Regions from separate parts of the Siniperca chuatsi genome. Here region 1 is linked to region 2. The links are chromatin contacts, called in public Hi-C maps. All regions are on one chromosome and are shown on one strand. Each heading gives the region's core, a stretch centred on a gene start, on an enhancer-like site or on the middle of the called end of the contact. The rest is flanking DNA. Distances are from core to core; before and after follow the strand shown.

Region 1 (6,083 bases), core at 1,818-4,317, 290 kb after region 2:
AAAAAAAAAAAAAAAAAAAAAAAAAGCCTTCTACAGCACTGACACACGACCTCAGGAGCAAACAGCAATCACGCAAACTTTTTTTTTTAATAAAACGTAAACAAGGAAACAAAATTGATGAAATAAATATCACATATGTTCTCTTAAATTAAGATTTTTTTTTTTACTCATTTACAATAAAAATAACCAAGTGACGTTACAAAAAAGGAGAAAAAAAACAAAATATATATATTACTGTGAAAAGAACATACACTCCACTTTATGCAGATTAATAATGGCGATCATAATTTAAACATAAAAGAATATAGATCTATTGCTTCATCATACTTGATAAATACAGTATGGACACAAATTACCAATGTAGCCTATACTTTTTTCACAAGATAATAAATAAGTTAAATAGTCCATAGCCAGTTATGCACAGCTATGTAAATCACTCAAAAAAACAGCTAAAAAAATATATACTCAACCATCAGCAGTGATTTCCCCAAACAAACCCAACTCAAGAGTGCTTAACCAAGCAACAAACTAGACTAACCAAACGAACCACTGGGTGGCGCTGGGAGAGGACAGATCTGGAATGGAAGTTGAAGCTTTCAGAGAGGAAAGGAAAAAAAAAAAAACACACTTTGATAAAGAAAAACAAAGTTACTTTGAGTCAAGGCATATTCTTGGCAGGATGGGAGGAAATCTGAAAACCGCTTACAGTCTCTTCTTCTTGTCAAGTCATGTTACCCACACATCTAAATCCCAGGAAAAGTGTGGCTTGCCTGATAGAGCAAAAGGGAGGGGGCTGCCATGAGCCCTTGGGCAAGGCACTGATGGAATGCCTTCTGTTTGCTATCTAAGTTTTAATACAGCTATATTACATACAAGGAAAAAAAACAAAAAACAACTAAACTAATGCCAGGTCAAGGACACTTTAAACTGTATGAAGCTTTATTGATCCCTGTGGGTGAAACTCTTCTCTTGCCCCCCTCCAGGGAGGTCAGAGCAGGGTCAGCACCCCTGGAGCTGCTAGGGATTCAATGTCTTGCTCAAAAGGCACTTCAGCAGGGTGGTTGCTGCTGAAATTGGGTAGAGGGCCAGGGGTGAGGGGGCTTAACCGGGATCCTCTGCTTAAAAGGACAGTCTACCTCACTCACTGACACCCCCTGGCTCCTCAACCACCCTGCCCGACCAGTCCATAAATCCACGTGAAAACAAAATAGTCTGTTACTAGTCATCTGAAATCGACAGCCTGCTGAAGATTGGCAAACGTCTTCCAGCGTCCAGACTCGGGGACTCGGAGCCGCTGAGGCTCCCGGAAGAGCTGAGGGACCCGCTCGCATAGCTCTCCCGGTCAGAGAGCGAATCTGGCGGGCTGGGAGGAGGCTCGAACACCGGCGACTCGCTAAGGCGGCGTAGCGCCTGCAAGTGGCTCATGTTGTAGGTCGGAGGGGATGGCGGGCACACGCTGCTCTGCATGTTCCCGTAGTAGGCACCGGTGGAGTGGTTGTTTGCGTAGCCGCTGGGGGTGTGCACAGCCAGGGGGGCCAATAAGGCTTTTAAGTCCTGTCCGGGGAAAGAGAAGGCACTGTTGATGCAGGACATAGAGTTGGGAGAAAGTACCTCCTCGTAGAAGCTGGAGACGGAGGTGCAGGAGGAGGCGGTGGTGGGTGGCGGTGGGGTCCTGGACGTGGGGCTGTCGAGCAGGGGAGACTCGAGTCCGTGGTGGGTGGAGAAGCCGGAGAAGCTGAGGCTGTGGTGAAGCTTTGGTCTGTCCCTCTGGATGTAGCCAAGCTGCTGCGGCGGCAGGACCTCCCTGTGACCGTAGCCGCACAGCTCGCGAGCCGACCTGGGCTCCCCCGCCTGCACGTTAGCGTTGGCGGCCGGAGCGGGCCGGCGTTCGTCGGCGTTGTGGATAAAGTGACACCGGGGACCGTACGGGCAGAAACCGATGGTGTGGAAGGTGCGGCACGGTTCCGTTTTGTACTTAGGGTGGCGGGACAAGCTCCTCAATTCGTGGTAGCCGTGAGCGAACTGACATTTCTCCCCGTACTTGCACGAGCCGTTCTCCTCGAAGGGCCGGCACAGCTCGGTCTTGTAGCGGGTGGAGTTGATCTGAGAGCCGGGCTTCTGCTGCAACACGCCCCGGTCTCCGTTCTCGCTGTAAGCGCGGTCGCGGAACTTGTTCTCCTTGTTCATGAGGGCCGTGGCGCTGCTGTTGCTGCTCGGTGTGTTCTCCTTCAGGCTGCTGTAGGAGCCCATCGAGTATTTGTTGCCGTTGTTCATCGCCTCCACGTTGCTGGTTGAGTTTCTGCGGAAAAATCCCGGTGTGAAGGAACCACCGGAGCCCGGAGTCGTGACTGGAGCCCCCACCGCTTTCTTGTCCAGCATGCTGTTGATGTGGAGGGCGTTCATGTTCATGCTTTTATCTTGCTGTAGGAAAGAAAAGACGAGTTAGCAATGTACTTCAGGCACCAATTATGCTACTATTTTGACCACATGGCATGTATGAGACAACTCTGTTTGCCTGCAATGTAACTTGTTGCCGCTGAACACATGCTAACTCCACTGAAGTTGAAGCACGCTGATTCAGCTATGCTTAAGTGCTTCACCCTGGATGCACTACGAAAAACTCCCCATATCTTGTCAAACTTTTACCTTGTAAAGCATGTCCATGTCGTAGAAAGCAGACAAGACGGTCGCAGACATCTCTTTTCCCCAAGTTTGCTGCCGCACTCCCTCTTTCATGGAGGACCGACCAGGATCCTTGAATGCGACGGGTGGTAGTTTGTGCCACGACTGGTTTTTGGTTGTGGAAAAGTTGCTTTAAAAGTTTGCAGTTTAAGTCCGTAGAAGATGGGGGGGAAAGGGGGGGCTAGGTTTGTATTGTTGAGTTGTAGGTGGCTTTAGTTCCTCCCCTCGAGAAGCGCTGAACCAGAGTGCTTCACTGTGCGCTCGAGCCTTTTCGCATGGGTATAAATGCCTGGCGGTGGCCGGGGAGGGGCGAAGTTTAGTCGGTGCAAACCTTTGCGAGGAGCCGCCTCCTCCCCTCCTCTCCGAAACAACTTCCATTCACCGGTTGGCCGCCTATTCTTTAACACCACGCCTTGAAATCCAACCCCAGCACCCCCATCCCTCCTCACACCCCTCAAAACTTTTTCTTTTCTTAAATCACACAACCAATTTTGTGGAAGTTGGTTTTGCTTTTTGGCTTGGCTCTCGCTGAGAAAGAATGTCGAACCATCAAGTGACGTTACTGCGCATGCAAGCTGCACATACCCCTGATCCTCTAACTGAAGCAGTACGTTTGGAGGCTGGGTGCCTTGCTCAAAAGCTCCACGACTGCATTACAATGAAAGGGAAATGGTTTCTCCCCTGCGCCCTACCCCCAGCAAAGTCCTGGGGTTTGAGCCGGCGACCTACCAGTGACAAGGCCACCCCTCTAGCCTCTGGACCACCACATTTGGAAGCTGACATGTATTTGTAATGGAAGGAAATGCTGCCTCTCCCTCCCTCCCCCTCTCTCCCTGTGGATGGGGTGAGACCACAAGAATGAGCGGAGAGGAGTCCAGGCAGAGTGCAGTACAATTTTTAGAATCCACTGGTTGCATAATCAACTTCCACAGTGCAACAGCAGCCTATTCCAGTCTACTACACATGGCAAAATAGACAGTTAATGCCTACTCTGCTCACATGACCTCCTCGTGTATTGTTTCAAACCTAAACTTCAAGATGTTGACTTTAACATCATATTAGAAATCTGTCACTCCTAAAGCACAACATGCCGAGTCATTAACACAAAACGGATTTACTCTGATTAAATCTTTTTTTAAAACCACTCCTCTGAGTTCCTCCCTAGCTTGTTTCCCCCCCCATCTCCGAGCCAGGACTGCAGGAATGTGGTTTTCATGTGGTACAGCGGAGCAACACTGCCCCCGTGAGAGCAAAATGGGAAATTGACTGGGAAAGACTGAGGCGCCACCTACTGAGCAGAGCCGGAGGAAGATTTCATTCAGGCCCATTTGGCTGCAATAATGTCATTTTTTTTTTTTTTATATATATATATATAAGGAGAAATTGTCCTGCCTCATCTTTTCACAGAGAGGATAAAGTAGACTTCCAAACACAGAGAAGCATCCATGTTTAGAGATGTTTTGTCAATTTCCACCCAGTCGCCACAGTCCCTTCCCTTTGTAAAGTCAAAGAGTGCAGTGCGGTTGCAATGAGCTGCCCCTGTCTCAACATGATGTAACCTTCCCAGGATGAAAATGTCAAACTACTCCACTCTACTCTTGGAGTTATGTCAAGTTTTAAAAACCACAGTGGAAAGATTGTGGAGTTGGCAGCAGAGGACGGGGCTCTATATCAGGGCTCCACAAGGCAGATATTTTGGTCAGGAGGGTGTAAAAACTTTGTGCAGCACATATCAACAGAAATTGCCGGGTTTCTGCGACACTGGTAACCATTAAGTCTTTTCCATATAGGATCATAATTGGAAGAGTGGTTATAAAAATGATTTTTCATTATGTGACATGATTCAATATTCTCTTAAGTGCTGAATGGTTTGGTTTGTAGAAGCAGGGAGGGAGGTAAAAAAAAAGAAAAAAAAAAAGAAGGGGAAATAGCAATAGGCGAAAAACAAGTGACATAAGAGCTTGGAATCTACTACTACCAACCCTAAAATTAGGCTGAGGGCTGCCCCAGGACTATTTGCGCTTTGTAAGTTGTGATAAATAGTTTAATGTGAAGGACAGACACAGGGAGGCTCCTGAGAAATCCCTTGAACATGTCCTCGTCCGCAGAAACCGCTCTCCCATCACACGGCTCTGTTTTTATTGGGGGATGTTGAGTTGTTCCAAAACATTACATCAGTTTTACTGTAACAGGGAACATGGCTACCAGGGAGGGAGAAGGGTCCAGCTGTAAGAAAGGGCAGCATGAATCCGTATGCACGCACACACACATACACACACGCACACACACACACAGAGAGGACAGTAGTCCATTGTGCCGTCCTCCTAATTACATAACCAGGAAAAGTAGAGGGAAGCATAAAAACACAGTCCAATGGGTAGAATCCTGCAGTAAATTAAATATCACAGGAAAATAACACCTCGTATAAACATATAGTAGAAGTCAAAGCATATACTGAAATACAACTTTGGTGACGTGTCAGAGAAAACACTTGCTTTCACAATGCCATGCCTCGGACATAAAGCTCAGTTGCTGCACAATCGCACCATTGAAGTTAGTGCTCGAAGCTTTAGGCGCTGAGTTGTTTTGTTCCAACCTTAAATCCCTGGTAGATGTGGAGAAAGCAGAACGGTCTGTGTACTCAGTACTGACACTGTTGAAGTTTGCCGTGTGACACATTCCCACTGATAAGAGAACAGTGCATCGAGTGTTGTTTTGCACAAGCTCGGGTTGAATTATTGTTATGGCTTCACAAACGGCCAGACTTCTCCACGCATATTCACACAGTGTTAATATTATTATTGTCTATTTTTTTCTCTCTCCTGTCAAAGTTATTAACATTAAGGAAGTGCGACATTCAACTTTATGCCTTTCCTTTTAGGGAAAACAGAACATTGGAATCAAGAATGCAGTCATTTCCGACATTTAATTAAAAAGACATCAAGGAACAGTAATCATAAAAATGATGACAAAAACGAAAAACACATCTGGTAATCAATGAGGGCAACATTTGTAAGACAACATAAGAGAGAAGTTCAGAGTAAAAACATCCTATTGTTTTCTTCATTCCCTTGATTTGATAATAAAAAGACGTGACCACAAGGCCAGTCTGTGGTCTCATGTGTTGTTTATTTATCTGATAACTTATCCTTTAGTTTAATATTAGGAACCCTGACTCAAACAATTTTCACTAAAATAAAAAATGTGGTGCTATTAGAGCCAAACACTGCTGACTCCTCTACCTCAGCCTCTCCAGCACATCTAGAGCTAGAGTGGCCCTCTGGTGCTGCAGCACCAGCCGGGCGTGCTCCATGGTGCAGGAAAACTGGGGCAGGGCAGGGAGGGAGTCCAGGGCCTGCCGGGAGCTGAGTGCCATGGTTTGGGCCTGAGTTGACAGTGTA
Region 2 (6,431 bases), core at 3,702-6,201:
TGTAGCTATTACATTTACTCTACCTAAATAATGGATTATTGTCATGGAACTGTGGAAATTTCTCTGTATTTTTGCAACTATTTTTGAACACAAGCCTGGTGCGAGCTCAATGTAGGCATACATCACAAGCACGCATCGACAGTGTTTGTGTAATTACTCGCACTGTAATTACTGTAATTAGACAAAAGGTCTGCACTCCAGCTTTAAAACACACATAAGTAAAAGTGAAATTACTGACTACTACAGGAAATGCAAAACTGTTTCAGTGACAGGTGTTGCCCAATCGGTACATTTTTGACCATATTAATCTGAGATATAGTTACACATGTAAATGAAAAGTTATACTTGAAAAAAGAATGCGTGTTTCTCAGCTGATCATAATTCAAATCATAGCCCTATGAACCTCAATTATTGTGGGAGTGATAGCAGTTTGCAATCCTGTGCTTTGAGTTTTAGTAGGGGGACCACAGGTTTGTGTGCATTGGGATTATGAGTTGTTGCTTCCCCTTTTGTTTTCGTCCATGAATGTGAAACATGGTGATCAAAACTGGTGCGTAAGAAAACCAATAATTAAGTAGATAACTGCTGCAACAAGTAATCAATAATGAGATGTATATTGTTATAGAAAAGTCACAACTATTGGATAAAGCGGTGTTGTTTGCGACATGTTTGCATTATTGACTCTGTTAACCACGAAATTCTCCAGTCTAAATAACAAATCTTCAATTTTTAATTTCTACTTGCTTTTAAAGGGGTGGAATCATACCTCTTAAACCAATCTCTTTATAGAGAAAACGCAGTGTTTCCTATGAATCTATCATGTGTTACAGCATTTGTTTTACCATAAGCTTCAGTTTAAACAAACAAATATATTAAATAGTTATATTAAACTTTTATACAATTTTGACAGGTAATATTTAGGCCCTATTTCTTTTTGGAAGAGCCCATCTTTTTTTCTAGATTTTCTTCCCCACATTATAATACCCCCGGTGCGTATACAGTCCTGTTTCATCCCTCCTCCACGGGACAAACACCGTAGTGTACATGCTCTAATGTGGATTAACAGGCTAATAGCCCAGCTCAGTGAGTTAAAGGCTTGGAAAATCTTCAACAGCTTTTCATTCTGCACTATAAAAAAATGTACCAATGCCATATCAACTTGGTGACTGTCCCTGTCATTAAATTCTCCTCAAAATAAAATAGTCATTTATATAATACACAATAATAGAAAATAAACAGTAACAATTCTCACCTCGGTCATTACTACCTTGCGTTCTCCTCGCATTTAGTTTTATCGTCTCCATCCCTGGGCAGCATACAGGTCTCTGTGCCTTTGTAATCCCTCTGCTTCCCTGTGTGTGTGTGTGTGTGTGTGTGTGTGTGTTTGTGGCTAAACATTAAGCGGCTCGGTGTTATCAGAGTGAGACAGTGATATCTCTGTCACAGGCTGAGGTCGTGAACCAAGGGACAGACCCAGGAAGCAAACACCTGAGGAAAATATTTCTGTGTGCATGTAGTACCAATAAAAGTATTGATCTCACAGTGGATGAATGGTTTCTTTTAAGCATACAGTAAGTACGCAAATGTATTGATGTGTGTTTTTGGAGGGAAACTTGGAGGTTATCAGTGAACCACAGAAGCTGGGTGTATCAGAGAAGATGCCAAGAATTTACACATATCAATCGACAAGACACTGTACAGTGTATTTCTTTACAAACATTTTAAACTATTTTATAACAATAGTTTTCAAATTTTGGTTCCTAACCTACCAGCAGATGTGATACATTTTGGACATTTGCAAGGTCATATTTCAGACAAAAGAATATTTCTACTACATAAATATTCGTTTTGTGATAATTAAGGCAGAAAAAAATCTGGGAAAAAATTATTCAAAAGGTTGTGAATGTTATTTATGAATGTACAAATAACACAAACATTATCATAAGAGTGATATGTTTGAGTTGCAAAGTTATTGCAGGTCTTTCGGTTTTGGCTGCAGTAAAGATATGTACGACACCAGATTGTTAGTAGTCATTCATCTGCAGTTATAAAAATGAGTAACTAGAATTTACTCACTAAGCACTTACAGCAAGACTTGTGCTGAGAAAGCAGCCAACACACATATAAACACACGCTGTATAATGGATGCAGAGCTCTACCAGTACAGTTTCACTCATGCACAGCATGCAATGTAACCATAAAGTGTCTCTGAAAGCAGATGTCGGTCCTGACGTGGTGCCACTGCTTAGTCCTGTGTGTTTGTTTTGTGCGTACTCTAATAAAACAGTTGGATGAATGGCGGACCTGTAGATCAGAGTCCAGTGATTCTAGTAAACACACCTTTAGGGCTTGGAAGGGGGACTGCGCCGCTGTATGGGAGTCAATGACCATAAAGTTATCGAGCTGACAAAGGTCGGACAGCGAAGAGCTCGGCTGACTCTGTGTGTGTGTGTGTGTTGCATTGTTGCATACTGAATTGTCACCAAAGAAAATTTGGCTAGGGAAATTAACATGTTCTCTCTCAGTAAGCACAGAGAGCCTTCACTCACTGCCCTTTTCAAATCACTTATGATCAATGTTGAGTCCGTTTGGTATGGGAAACTGAATGGACTCAAATTAGATTGAAATCACAGTTCTTCTATTGTTTTCAGAAAGCACACCTCATGTCTGCAAAACTCTACTGATCTCCTGCAAAATGAAACACACACACCATCATCTTATCTGGTTAAATAAAGGTTTAATAATTATGAAAAAATATGATTACTAATACATTTCTAAAAACCAATTGAACATTGATGTGCTCAATATAAAACACTATCATGAATGGAAAACACTAGTATGAATGCCTTATCATGAAATGTAATGGGTCTTTTGCACGTCTAGTGTTACACTTACTACATGTACAGTAGTCTTTATTTTCCCAAAACACTGTCTACATCCCAACATACACACAGCTGGATGTGTAAAGTGTTCTAGTAGAAAATACAATAGAAAATTGTACTGTATACACTACACTGTATACAGTAATGAGATGTGATGAAATGACATGACATTGATGTGAGATAAGATGAAATGGGTCAAAATGAGGTGAGGTGGTGTTACAAAATCCAAAATAAGATAAGATGAGATAAGATGAGGTTGGATAGGATTACATGAGGATTTGAGATCAGGTGAGAGGAGTTGGGTTGCACAGGTATGATGAGATGACCTGAGACGGGTATAATGGGTTGAGGTGAGGTAGATGAGATGTGTTTAAATGAAATGAGATAATTCGAGATGAGCTAAGATGAAATGAAATATGATACAATCAGTCCAGAAGTGGCCAGGTGACACTAAATAAGACACTTGATGTGACACTTCGAAACCGAAATTAAGTTCAGTGCAAGTCCACACACAAAAAGTAGCTAAAATAGTTATGCACTAGTTATACACTGGCTAATGCTTGTAAACTAAAACACTGGAGAGGGTTAAAAGTACGGAAAAGACTAGTATTTGACATGACTAGTGATTAGTTTGGAGTAACTAAGTGTTTTTTATTTTACGAGGGAATTAAGTATTAACCTCTCATGAATGCTATCGCACTGCTTATTTAAACCACAGTATGTGTATTTATATTTTAGTCTGTGTAATGCCCCTAGATGATGACAGCAATGCTACAGGGGAGTGCCCTGACTGGTGCAAAGTACAGGGAGCTTTGTTGTAACATCCATAACATCAGAATAAATACAGTGACCAGTGGAGTTCCTGCAAATGTTCAATATTCATGGATGTGAATGTCAATAAAAGCAGTAAAATGTAAGTGTGTGCGTTAATTTGTTGGCATTCACTGTACCTATTTCTTTCTATATAGGATGTCTACTGATGCTATTCTCAGAGGTGTTTATGATAATGAAGGGATAACAAAATGCTATTGTATTATATTTTATTAAATGTTTATCAAAGGCAAAAAACAATACATAGCTCTTGAAATATAATTAATTAGGATTTGGGCTGTTGATATTAACCATTCAGAAGCGAAAGTCAAATTATATCTCATTACTAATGGGTAGGTATTACATTGACAGGGTTGCTTCTTCTTAATAACATCTTATTATTGAGCTATGATGAAATGAAATATGATACAATCAGTCCAGAAGTGGCCAGGTGACACTAAATAAGACACTTGATGTGACACTTCAAAACCGAAATTAAGTTCAGTGGATGTGATGAAATGATATGAGACAGAAAAGGACCAGACCATATAGGGCAGACTGACACTTTATAATTTCATAACTAAGTGGAAATTCTGATGTCACTGCATGATAGTATAAAGGTCAGATATAAATTTTACATTTTACAAAATACAGCACAAATGGTAGTGTAAATTATTGCAATGGAAGTGTACCATTGGCAGTAGCTACTAGATATGCACTGATATGTACAGTACCTACAGTATACACCTATGCATATACAAGACTGGAATTACTGTTTAATATTAACACATATTATACAGTAGATACAAATGTATCAATGAAGTGAAATGTGTAAATGAGGATATTGATATACTTATGAACACAGAGGCAGAGTTTTTTTTTTATGTCAACATTAATAAAAGTATTAATGGAAGTGGGTGTGTGTATGCGTTATAAGTGTCATCACCGACAACAACAACAACAACTATCTCTGTCAAGAAATAATTGTCTCGCAATAATTTCTGTTTTTTAAATGATGAATTCTCATTCATCAATACAATATTCCCATAAAGGTTCTTTGGTATAAAAAGTAGGACAAAAAAGCGCAACAAACATGCAATTATGCAACATTATACAACTGTGATCCCAAATACCAGAAGTGATTGTCTTTTGTCAGTTTGTTTTCCCTGGAACCATCATGGCCATCCTCGTGTTGTGACATGCCCTCAGAGGAAGCCAGCTTTTATACAGAAGATCTTGTCCCACTAGATCACTTGAAACACTACTTGAAAGCGATTTGTACACGTTATTGCCTTTGTCTGCTGATAATCAATCAATAAGACAACTCTGACCTCTGAGAAGGAGGGTGTTCAGGTCTTTTAGAGGGAACCAAGGATTTCAGTGTTGACTGCTGGTGAGTGCTGGAAGTTAAACGTTTTCTGTACTGCACACTCATTTTGAGTTTAGACCTTTAAAAGACTGACAAAAGCGTTTTTACTATCATGATGTATCTCATGACTAACATCGCAATATGAAGGCAGTTGAACAATACAATGTTATATTTATATATGAAGTGATGTAGAGTATAGATAGGAAAAAGCAAAACTGTGTCGGCATACAATTTCACACATTTTATCATATATTGTTATAGCCCTGAAAGAATGTTGTGTTGTATGAAACAAGAACTTTGGCTTAAATGTCACTCTATGCTTTTTCAGGTAAAAATTGACAACACTGCTTTATCATATGGAAAGTTCGGATACATTTTTTTATAAAAAGTCTAAAATTGATTTTTAAGGTACATGGCACACGGGGACAGAAATTACTGTAGTTACAGACACACCTCCTTCTTGTCTTAAAAGAATAGTTTGACATTTCAGGAAATATGCCAATTTGCGTTCTTGCTGAGAGTTAGATGATAAGATCGGTACCACTCTCATGTCTGTACACTAAATATGAAACTGCAGCCAGTAGCCAGTTAGCATAGCTTAGCTGAAAGACTGGAAACAGGAAACAGGAGGAAACGGATTAAACATGAAATATAGCATTTTAATTAGTGAGCTTTGAAGTTGCCGGTAGGTGGATTTTGTTGCCTTCGGACAGGGCCAGGCTAGCTGTTTCCAGTCTTTATGCTCGGCTAAGCTAACTGGCTGCTGGCTGTAGCTTCATATTAAATGTACAGAAATGAGAGTGGTACCAGTCTTCTCATCTCACTCTTGGCAAGTTGGAAGCGAATAAGTGTATTTACATTTACATATATTCATTTAGCAGATGCTTTTGTCTAAACGTACAAATGATTTACAATCCAAGCCACAGCAGATCAAGGAGAAACCTTCGAGAATAAGCGCTGCAACACTCAGCGTGTATTTCCCAAAATTTTGAACTTTTGCTTTAACTATATGATCCATGAAATATCAAAGTCTAAAACGTTTTTCTCTCTCATTCTCTCCTCTGTGGAAGTTTCAAGAACATTAGATCTTCTGAAAATAAGAAGCAGTGGAAAAACCAGAGTGATCAGACTGCATTCATATCTGAAATGGAGTTGATGACTGGCACCAACGAGTCGATAAATGACACTACCATTTTCATGCATTGCCAACCCACCCAAGACCTTGGAACTTTGTTCCTGCTTTTTTTCATGATCATTGAAGTGATTGTGGGCCTGCCAGGAACCGTAGTAGCCTTGTGGATTTTCTGTTTCCGCATGAAATTTTGGAAACCCCACACTCTCTTTCTCTTTAACCTGGTTCTAGCTGACTT

What was found. Hi-C and Micro-C count contacts between places; a contact is called where the count stands out from the background.
Region 1: a contact with region 2 is called in a Hi-C map of skeletal muscle, with 11 times the contacts expected there. The contact joins the promoter of zfp36l2 here to the promoter of LOC122884456 in region 2. A contact is called at or near these places in 2 of 3 Hi-C or Micro-C datasets (skeletal muscle and an unstated tissue).

The regions. Positions count from the first base shown.
Region 1 is chrLG11:6,117,662-6,123,744 of ASM2008510v1, forward strand. It overlaps zfp36l2 (mRNA decay activator protein ZFP36L2), which reads right to left and starts at 3,068. Exons shown (of 2, transcript XM_044214730.1): 1 at 2,647-3,068; 2 at 1-2,421. The coding sequence starts at 2,736. The coding sequence ends at 1,219. It overlaps thada (thyroid adenoma-associated protein), which reads right to left. Exons shown (of 38, transcript XM_044214723.1): 38 at 5,590-6,083. The coding sequence ends at 5,921.
Region 2 is chrLG11:5,823,268-5,829,698 of ASM2008510v1, forward strand. LOC122884456 (hydroxycarboxylic acid receptor 3-like) reads left to right here and starts at 4,952. Exons shown (of 2, transcript XM_044214411.1): 1 at 4,952-5,085; 2 at 6,132-6,431. The coding sequence starts at 6,208. LOC122884790 (transmembrane protein 229B-like) reads right to left here and starts at 1,435. Exons shown (of 2, transcript XM_044215144.1): 1 at 1,268-1,435. The coding sequence starts at 1,304.